2 separate regions of the Mus musculus genome follow, and region 1 is linked to region 2. Evidence: chromatin contacts called from public Hi-C data. All regions are on one chromosome and are shown on one strand. The core of a region is the stretch at or near the end of the contact, and the rest is flanking DNA. Distances in the headings are between cores, read along the strand shown.

Evidence for each region. A called contact is a pair of places that touch in the nucleus more often than the background predicts.
Region 1: a contact with region 2 is called in a Hi-C map of muscle stem cells, with 1.7 times the contacts expected there. A contact is called at or near these places in 1 of 39 promoter capture datasets (the 3T3-L1 cell line), 1 of 484 Hi-C or Micro-C datasets (muscle stem cells), 1 of 130 datasets of targeted methods (embryonic stem cells) and 2 of 9 other capture datasets (adipose tissue and pancreatic islet).

The regions. Positions count from the first base shown.
Region 1 is chr19:3,518,351-3,523,280 of GRCm38.p6, forward strand. Ppp6r3 (protein phosphatase 6, regulatory subunit 3) reads right to left here. Exons shown (of 24, transcript NM_028999.1): 4 at 3,384-3,570; 5 at 1-32. Among named protein-coding and RNA genes, the nearest start is that of Gm23940, 31 kb to the left of the region's middle.
Region 2 is chr19:3,704,662-3,709,780 of GRCm38.p6, forward strand. 1810055G02Rik (RIKEN cDNA 1810055G02 gene) reads left to right here and starts at 3,632. Exons shown (of 4, transcript NM_028077.3): 1 at 3,632-3,775. Gm36608 (predicted gene, 36608) reads right to left here and starts at 3,507. Exons shown (of 3, transcript NR_167751.1): 1 at 3,400-3,507; 2 at 1,985-2,124.

The DNA.
Region 1 (4,930 bases), core at 356-2,855, 190 kb before region 2:
AAATCACGCTTCTTTTTCAAGAAATCCACAATCTAGAGGAAAACAAATCAAACTGAAAGATACATAACTTCAGATATACAATCTAGAATAACCAACATTTCTCAAATCCTGCTAGATAGCTTAAGAGCAAGCAAGCAAGCAGGTACCGAATCGGCAAGCACATGGGGAATCTGGCTAACAGCTGCAATATTCAAAACCCTTAAAGTTGACATGCATCCCCATTACAAATGAAGCTGACTGAACCTTTGCCTTCTGTTTATTTTCATTGTTCATTCCCTAGCAACAGCTATCTACAAACCTACAAACAGCTAAAGAACATACAATTTGGGGCGGGAGATGGTTTAGCAATTAAGAGCACCGGCTGCTCTTCTAGAAGACCCAGATTCAATTCCCAGCATCCACATGTTGGCTCACAACCAGCTGTGACTCCAGTTTTGGGGTGAGTCAACACCCTTTTCTGGCCTTGGTGGGCACCAGACATATACATGGTGCACATACATGTAGGCAAAACACCCATATACATAAAATGAAACAAATATTTAAAAAATACATATACTACTTTATGAAACAATCCTATAAGACTTAAAATTAAAATGCAGAATATTTTAAAACGAAGGGAGATTCAAAGCAAAGCTGTTTCTAAGTAGCTAACCTGCCTGGTCACAAGGTGATTTAGGCTGCACTGCTGCATGTATGACTAACAGGAGGTTGGGAAGAGGGGGCTGTGCTGAGTGGGAAAGAACTTGGAATGCAAATGATGCTCTGTCCTGCACCACTTCCTATGTCTTCTTATTTGTGTCAGTGAGCCAACAGCATCTATTAAAACTCCACCACACGTCCTAGGAGAGCTTAGCAAAGTGGTAGAGTTTTTTGTTTCTTTTTTAAAGATTTACTTGTTTATTTATGTATATGAGTACACTGTAGCTGTCTTCAGACACACCAGAAGAGGGCACTGGATCCCATTTACAGATGATTGTGAGCCACCATGTGGTTTCTGAGAATTGAACTCAGTACCTCTGGAAAAACAGTCAGTGCTCTTAACCACTTAGCCATCTCTCTAGCCCGATAGGGTTTTTGTTTCTGCTACAAATTTTCACTAAGCCCTGGAAGGTGAAGATTCATTGTTCTAGATGAGAAATCCTAGGCTCAGACATGTTAGTATCTGCTACAAGTGAAAGGAAACTGTCCTGGGATTTAAACTAAGATCTGCATGCCATGAGAGTCACAGGACTGCTACTGAGCTGCACAAAGAATGTTAACAGCCAGAAAGAACAGCTAGAACTACAACTGCCAAGTAACTTCAAAATGAGTCACTATACTGTTTGTGTAGACGATGTCAAATGGACACACCTCTTCAAGGAGTGGCAGCCATGCCAGTCACAGCTGAGTTCTACAGTAGTCTTTGAAAGGCAGCAAGAGAGAAGGAAAAAGTCACACATGACCAACTACACATGACCAAACTACACCCTCATTTCATGGCAGAAACATTGGTCCTAGAGCCTACACGCACAAAGCTTAGCTGGTGCTATGAACAATACAGCATGGACCACAAGCCGATTTCATTGTCGAAGACTAAACCATTCAACACTGCCAACAGTTGGACACCCTGTTCTAAAGGCTGATTACACCATGTGAATGTGGACTTTTGTCAGCACTGGCAGTGCCTAAGTCCTAACCAACACTACCAAGCAACAGGAAACAAGCTTTTATTAAAAGACAAAAGCAGCTACATAAGCAACACTGCTGTACTCTCATTATCATCCAAGGACTTGAGGCTAGAGAGACAAGGAGCAACCAGGTGACAGACAGGACTCTTCTTCATTCAGGGTTCAACTGACACACATCATCATTGTCAGACAGATAATACAACTGACTGAGCTCTGGTATCAATAACACAGAGATTCAGAAATTCTTCCACGTATTTTCATGATTTGTCTTATATACACCAGAAATCATAGCTCCTCAGCCTGGGTCTAACAGCAGATATAAGATAAAAACATAAGCCGGGCGTGGTGGTGCACACCTTTAATCCCAGCACTCGGGAGGCAGAGGCAGATGGATTTCTGAGTTCCAGGACAGCCAGGGCTACACAGAGAAACCCTGTCTCGAAAAACCAAAAAATAAATACAAAATAAAAAAAGATAAAAACATAATGAAGCATGCCTTACTGATGGAGGCACCCATCTCTGAACTAACTGTGCCAGGGTATATGATGGCTTGCAATTGCCAATGATATTTTGATTGCTATGTGGAGGGCAGAATGGGAGACATTTACACTACTGAGACCATAACTTAGGGATTGTGATTCAAGGCAAAGGATCTTCCTACCAACACACTTGGGAAAGTTGCCCTTGTATTCAAATAAAAACCTTACCTGAACACAAAGAACACCATCTTTCTAAAATAAAACATGGTCCCTGACTTAACAGAGAACAGAACATAATGGGCCCAAAATAGTTTCAGTTCTATCATGTGTGCCGACCACAGAGCAAGACCAAGTAACTGGAGACTACTGCCCACCATGAAGAGTAAACAGCAGGTCTGAATGGCTTGACCATGCTCATCTCTGCTTGCTGCAACTGATCTGTCAGCTTGCACTCAGCATCCGCTGCTCTAGCTGTTTCTTGGAAGTGAGCTCTTGCACCTTCACAACAATATCCACTAGAGAAATGGTTCTCCAATTCCAGCAGGCAATAGCATGAACTGAAATGAAAGATGCGCTAGAAACCCCCACTGTCAAGACTCCTGCACAGCAATCTTTTAAAAAAATCTCAGTAGATGCTGTTGACACTGATCCAAAGGTCACACTTGGTGAACCATTCCTTGGGAACGGCATTTCCACGTAAGTCTGAATTAGAAAGGAAAAGGTGTCAAGGGGTGGTATCTATAAGAATACTGAGATGTATTATCCAGTGCGATAGACTAGGACTGCTGAGACACAAGGGCATCCAGGTATCTAAGCTAAAATACATTACCAAAGTGTAAAAAGCACTAGTCAGGAGGAATTCATCTTCAGGAATACCTGATTCTAGCTTCTCTTGAGATCATCATTAGGGAACTAAACAAAGCCAACTGTTAAATCCAAAGGGTCATTAGATATGTACTCAGATTCAACCTGCTACTCTCACAAAAATGCTTGTGATTATGTGTCCAGAGAAGAAATCAAAGTCTGCTAACAAACACAGCTGAAGCTCTTCAAAGAGTATGTCAAAGGGGAAATACTCCTTAATGAGTAAACCAGGGTTTCTCAGACTCCTAAAGACCTAAAACACACTCTTTTGTAGAAAATGGCCATCAGGCAGACTCAGAGCACTGTAGCAAAGTTCCTGGCATCATCTTGGGGATGCACAGCCCAGATACTTACCTTTGAAAACAGTATTTACCTGTTCTGGTTTTCTGCTGATAAGAATACTTAGCACCTTGCTGAAGAAACTGGCGAGTAGTGGGTTCAAGGGGGACTCATTTAGGAGGAAGCTATACAATTTCATTAGCAAGGACTCATCTTCCCCCAGTCTATCATTCATCTGGGAGACATCAGATGTGAGCAACTCACAAGATATATTTGGATACCTAGAAGAACAGGACATTACATTATCATCTAATGGAAACAGTTTATCACATTAAGTACAGCACACATGAGGAAAGTCTCCTAAAAGTCTATCAAATCATCAAAACCATCTATACGGAATTAAGACCACCTCAATCCATTCCATCCACCTCTAAGTTAAAAGACATTTTCTACTTTGTCCAAAAAATTGCCTTTAAATCAAATGAGATGATTCAGAGGTTAAGAGCACTGGCTGCTCTTCCAGAAGTCCTGAGTTCAAGTCCTAGCAACCACATGGCTTACAACCATCTGTAATGGGATCTGATTCCTGGGTATGTGTGAATGAAGACAGAGCACTCATATACATAGATAAACCTTTAAAAAAAAAAAAAAGAGGAATTTGTTTCTGTTTCAACACAACTACAGCACACGAACAGGACTCATGAGTCAAGTATGCCACATTTTAACAGAAGAACTCAGTGACGGTACAGAGTCCTGACACAGTCCATGTGGACAGAGAAGTGGCAAACTCTGAAACAAGTTAAGAATGGCTGGTTTCCAGGAAACTACTATACATAGATGACTTTGAGCCTGCTGTAGGTATATGAGCAGGCTACTGCTCAGTTTAGGTAGGTTACAAGTGATATGATAAAGTTATAATAAGCTATCAATCGTTCAGTCTCCACCCATCTAAAGAAAACACTTATCACAGTATACAGAAGAGGCAAACAGGACATCAGCCTGAGGTACTGGGAGATGAGGGAAGAGTGCCATAGGCCTACAGATAGCAGCTGGAATCTGCTCTGCATAACTCCTTGCAGCTTCATAAAAATCTGCAAACTCGGGTTAGCGAGATGGCTCAGCGTGTAAGGGATTTGAACTGAGGACCTCCAGAAGGTCCCAGCAACCACATGGTGGCTCACAATAATCCGTAATGAGATCTGATGCCTTCTTCCGGTGAGTCTGAAGTTAGCTACAGTGTACTTATGTATAATAATAAATAAATCTTTGGGCTAGAGCAAGCAGGGACTGAGTGAGCAGAGCTGACTGGAGTGAGCAGGGCCGACAGGAGCGAGTGGGGTGAACCGGAGTGAGCACAGGTCCTAAAAATTCAAGTCCCACAACCTAACAACCACATGAAGTCTCCTAACCATCTGTACAGATAGAGTACTCAGATACATAAAATAAATAAATAAATCTTTAAAAACAAAACAAAAATCTAAAACCAAAAAACCCCTGCAACCTCAACCATGTTGAGGTCTCTGATAGCCAGACCACTCACTCTGAAAACCAGGCAGTAGACATCTGTTCTCCATGCTCTCTGAACTGCCAACTACCTCTCATCCTTTTCTAATGGTCACAGGAGACTAAGAGAGACTCATT
Region 2 (5,119 bases), core at 2,382-4,881:
AATCTGCCTGACTCTGCCTCCCAAGTGCTAAGATTAAAGGCTTGCGCCACCAACCTGGCTAAGAATTATTTATTTATTATATGTAAGTATACTGTAGCTGTCTTCAGACACTGCAGAAGAGGGTGTCAGATGGTTGTAAGCTACCATGTGGTTGCTGGGAATTGAACTCAGGACCTCTGGAAGAGCAGTCAGTGCTCTTAACCACTGAGCCATCTCTCCAGCCCTCATCTTCTTTTTAAAATAAAACTTCAGGCAGGCTGGAGAGATGGCTCAGCGGTTAAGAGCACTGACTGCTCTTCCAAAAGTCCCGAGTTCAAATCCCAGTAACCACATGGTGGCTCACAATCATCTGTAATGGAATCTGATGCTCTTAAGTGTGTCTTAAATGACAGTGTACTTACATAAAACAAATAAATAAATCTTTTAAAGAAGAAGAAGAAGAAGAAGAAGAAGAAGAAGAAGAAGAAGAAGAAGAAGAAGAAGAAGAAGAGTGTGAGTTTGAGGCCAGCCTGCTCTACAGAGCTAGCTCTAAGACAAGCAGGGCTACAAAAAGAAACTGTCTCAAAACAACAACAACCAAAAAAAAAAAAAAAAAAAAAGGGAAAAAGAGGCTGAAGAGATGGCTCAATGGTCAGAGCACTTGCTGATCTTGTAGAGGAACTGGGTTTGATTCCCAGCACCCACATGTGTGGCTCACAACAATCTGTGACTGCAGGATAAGACACTCTCTTCATGGGTATTGCATGTAAATGATATACATATAAAAATTGACTGGGCACTGGTGGTACTTGGGAGGCAGATGTAGGCAAATCTCAGACTTCCTCCAGCTTAGTGAACAAAGCAAGTTACAGAACATTCCCTGTCTCCAAAAGTAAAAAAAAAAAAAAAAAAAAATAGTAATAATAATAAAATAGTTCACATATTTTATAAATAATGAAAATTTACTTTTAAAATTATATTCTTAGCCAGTTATCATGGTACATGTCTTTAATCCCAGCACTCATGAGGCAGAGTTGGTGAATATCTGATTTTGAGGATGGCGTAGTCTTTATAGTGAGTTCTAGGCCATCTAAAGTTTTATAGCAAGACCTTGTCATGAAAAAAAGGAAAAAATTTACACTTCTACCTTTTTTTTTTTTTTTTTTTTTTTTTTTTGCTTTTTTTGAGACAGGGTTTCTCTGTATAGCCCCTGGAACTCACTCTGTAGACCAGACTGGCCTCGAACTCAGAGATCTGCTTGCCCCTGCCTCCCAGCTGCTGGGATTAAAGGCGTGTGCCACCACTGCCTGGCTGGCTCTACTTCTACCATTTTTACCTCATTACTTGCCTGGGAAATTCAGAGTAATGTTCATGAAGACCTGTGAACAAGCACATTGCTTCCAATTTTTCAAAACACTTTGGGTCTGTCTGTTTCTCTTTTTAAAAAAGATTTATTTGGGGGTGGTGATATGGCTCAGTGGGTAAGAGCACCCGACTGTTCTTCCGAAGGTCCAGAGTTCAAATCCCAGCAACCATATGGTGGCTCACAGTCATCTGTAACAAGATCTGATGCCCTCTTCTGGAGTGTCTGAAGACAGCTACAGTGTACTTACATATAATAAATAAATAAATCTTTAAAACAAAAAACCAAAATGAAATTAATGGGAATTTGTTTTATAAAAAAAAAAAAGATTTATTTATTTATTTTATGTATATGAGTACTCTATCTGAATATACCCCTTCATGCCAGAAGAGGGCATCAGAACTCATTATAGATGGTTGAGAGCCCCTGTGGTAGAGCAGCTGGTGCTCTTAACTGCTGAACCATTTCTCCAGTTCTCCCCCAACCCCCACATGCCGGTTTATTTTGTTTTTTAAGGTGTCACTATGTAGCCTTGGCCTGGAACTCACAGAGATCCTCCTGCCTCTGCCTCCTGAGTGCTGGGATCAGTGGCATGCACCACCACACCCTACTATCTGTTTTTCTTAGGAGAGAAATGAGTACCTTGGCATTTGAGGAAGTTGTGAGTTGAACACCAGAGACTCTTGACATCTGAGGAAAGGGTGAACAGCACTACACGCCATTTCCATGGTTCAGGAGTGTTTTCACTGAGCACTGATATTGTATTTCTTCTTCTGGAACACCTTGGGGGATTAAAATAAACACAAAGCAAAAGGAGCTTGTCTGCCAGTGCCTTCCTCCAGCTGCTTTCAGCAAGCCATTGATGGGCAAATTCCACACAGCGGAAAGCAGGTTGTGCTGATGACAGCACAGCAAGGCTTATATATAGTCTTAATAGAGCTCAGAGCAGGGTCCATTGGTTTCTGATCCCAGGACTCAAGACAGGTTATAAAACTAGAAATAGGCCAGCCATGGTGGCACATACTTTTAATCCCAGCAGGCAAACAGATTTCTGTGAGTTCAAGGCTAGGATGATCTACATAGCAAGCCCCAAACCAGCCAGGGCTGGACTGTGAAACCCCAAACCAGCCAGGGCTGGACTGTGAAACCCCAAACCAGCCAGGGCTGGACTGTGAAACCTTGTCTCAAAACAAAACTGGCAACGATGATCGCTTTGGATGGGCATGGTAGGAGACCTAAAAAGGGTTTTACACAAATTGGCATTCAGTAGCAGAATTCACCTACTGACTTGCAAAACCTACTTTACGTTAAATTCTTTCTTTAAAAATTATGTATGCTGGATGCAGTGGCCCATGACTTTAATCCTAGCACAGGAAGTCATGAGGCAAGTGATCTCTGTGAGTTCAAGGACAATTGGATCTATGCAGAGTTCCAGTACAGAAGGGATACAAAGAGAGACCCTGACTCAAAAATAAAATACAAACATTATGTATGGGAATTTTGCCTACTCCAATACATATTATGTATGTACGTGCACTGGAGGCCTTAAGGCATGGAATCTCCTGGAACTGCTCTTTCAGATGGTCGTGAGCCACCGTGTGGATGCTGGGAATCAAGCGGGGTCATCTGCAAGAGCATCAGTGCTCTTAACTGCTGAGCCATCTCTCCAACCCTAATCTTTTAAAATTAAAAGCAAGTCTCACAGGCTTTCCATTTCGTCCCACGTGTCATGCCACGTGTAAAATTCCAAAGCCCTTTGTGAGACTGTTTCTGGACTTGAAAACAAAAGCGAGATCTTCTTGCAGGATTAAATCAGTGTATTGCCTTTCAGGTGAAATGCTTAGCCAGAAGCTGGCAGGTGCAGTGTGTGCAAAGCAAACCTCAGTAGCCAAGCCATGCCTGCGAGCAAGGACAAGGCTGGACCGCCTTAAGGAGTTGAATAGCCGATGGGAAGAAAGATCAGGAACCGGGTCAGAAGAGCCTCATAAAGTACCTCATGAGGCCTTCTAGAGCTGCCCTGTCCAGACCAGCCATCGTCCGAGTACATCTGCGCTCACCTGATCTGACCCCTCTTCTCCCCGGCTTCTGGGAAAAGCCCTAGACACAGACATAGCCTACAAGTCCCTGGATCGCTCACTTCCGTTAGATCGGCTCCAAATAGCTCTGCGTGGCCAAGGCGGGACCAAGTTGGAAGGCAGCTCCTGAAGCAGGCGTGGCCTAAACAAACCACGCCCACCGCACGCGGCCGCGCGTGCCAGCGACAGCCTATTGGTCCCGCTTTCGTGACGTCTTTCCGGGGCAGTCCGGGTGGGGTCCAGCGCGCACCAGTGAGCTGAGCTAACTGGGTTTCGCTGCGGTCCACGTCCCCGCGCGGGGCTGAATCGCTGAAGTGGCTGCGCTGCGGTGTGAGGGCCACGGGCCTGCCGCGTCCGGGTAAGTGACCCGCACTGCTGTCCAGGGAGCTGTCGTGAAGGCCCCATGAGCCGCTTGGGGATGGACAGCGAGGTGCGGGGCGGAGGAGGGATGAATGGGGACCCGGTGCGCTAGGCGGTGAGGAATGGAGATTCAAGGCGGAGGAGGGAGGAATGGGCCGAGCCCTTAGAGAAGCATGGATGCGCAGGAGGAGGAGGAGGAGGTGGGCTGACGGCGATCGCCAGTCGATGCTGGGCAGTTTGCGAGCACTCTACGGACATTCGAGAGTAGGCGAGTCTTGGATCAGGCTGTACCCTAGAAGGTGTTGGTCTCGGAAATAGTTGAGGCCTGCACCCCAAACTCTTCTACCTACCAATGAGGAAAATCCATCACATTTTTCCTTCCTCCTCATTTGTCTACTTGCCTGCCTCCCCTTGTGGCCGCTAGCTTGTGCGCTTAACGGTCTGGCTGGAGCTTAGAAGTCCAACTCTTAAAAACTTGTATTACTTACACCCCGACCCCTAGGAACCAGCTCTAAAATTTCAATAAGTCAACCAGCAAACTGTTTAAAATACAGGTTTTCCGTTTATAAATTAGACTCGCCTGTTGGACAGCAGAATATCAGAAATACTGGCTTAGCAAGCGTTTAGAACACAGACCTTTGGCATTTTGGTAGTGAGACCTGAACTTTCAGATACCTGGAGATAAGCGGTGCAGTTAAGATAATATTTAATGTTCTGGGATCGTGGGCTAATGTCTGCCACGTGGATACATCCTTTAGATCACAGGGCAATGTCTGTGTACATAATACGTCCAAGCAGGTGATGTGTCAGGATTAGGTAGGTGACTGTGGTTTGTCCTGTACTAGCTTTCCCAATTTCTGTTCTGTAATTGTGTAACTTCCCTAGCGTGGAGTAGAGACGGGGGCCCTGCTGATAGGGATTATTAATGGTCTTTGCTGAGTCTGGACTTCTTGAATTGAAATCTGTGTATGTCAGAGAAAAAGCTCACCAATTTGAGGTCTAGTGATGTGTATATAGCAATCCACACATCATAAAGGCATTAAAGGCAAGGCAAGATTGGGAGTGCAATCTGTCAAACAAACATTAGAGGAATTGGGCAGCATCTCAAGGGTTAGTTGTCACTTGGGGACTCACACAAGTCACCTGGCTGAACTTTAGTAGGAACAGCTCAGGAAATGCAGACTTAAAGTCTTATGTGTATAGACATTGCCCTGTGGTGGAAAGGGTGTGCCCGTGTGACACGATGGAATTGAGAACATGATACTGGCCTTCTTGTATGAGCTGGCAGAAGGTGTCCTGATGCTGATTCCCTGCAGATCCTGTGGGGACCAATTCCCAAAAA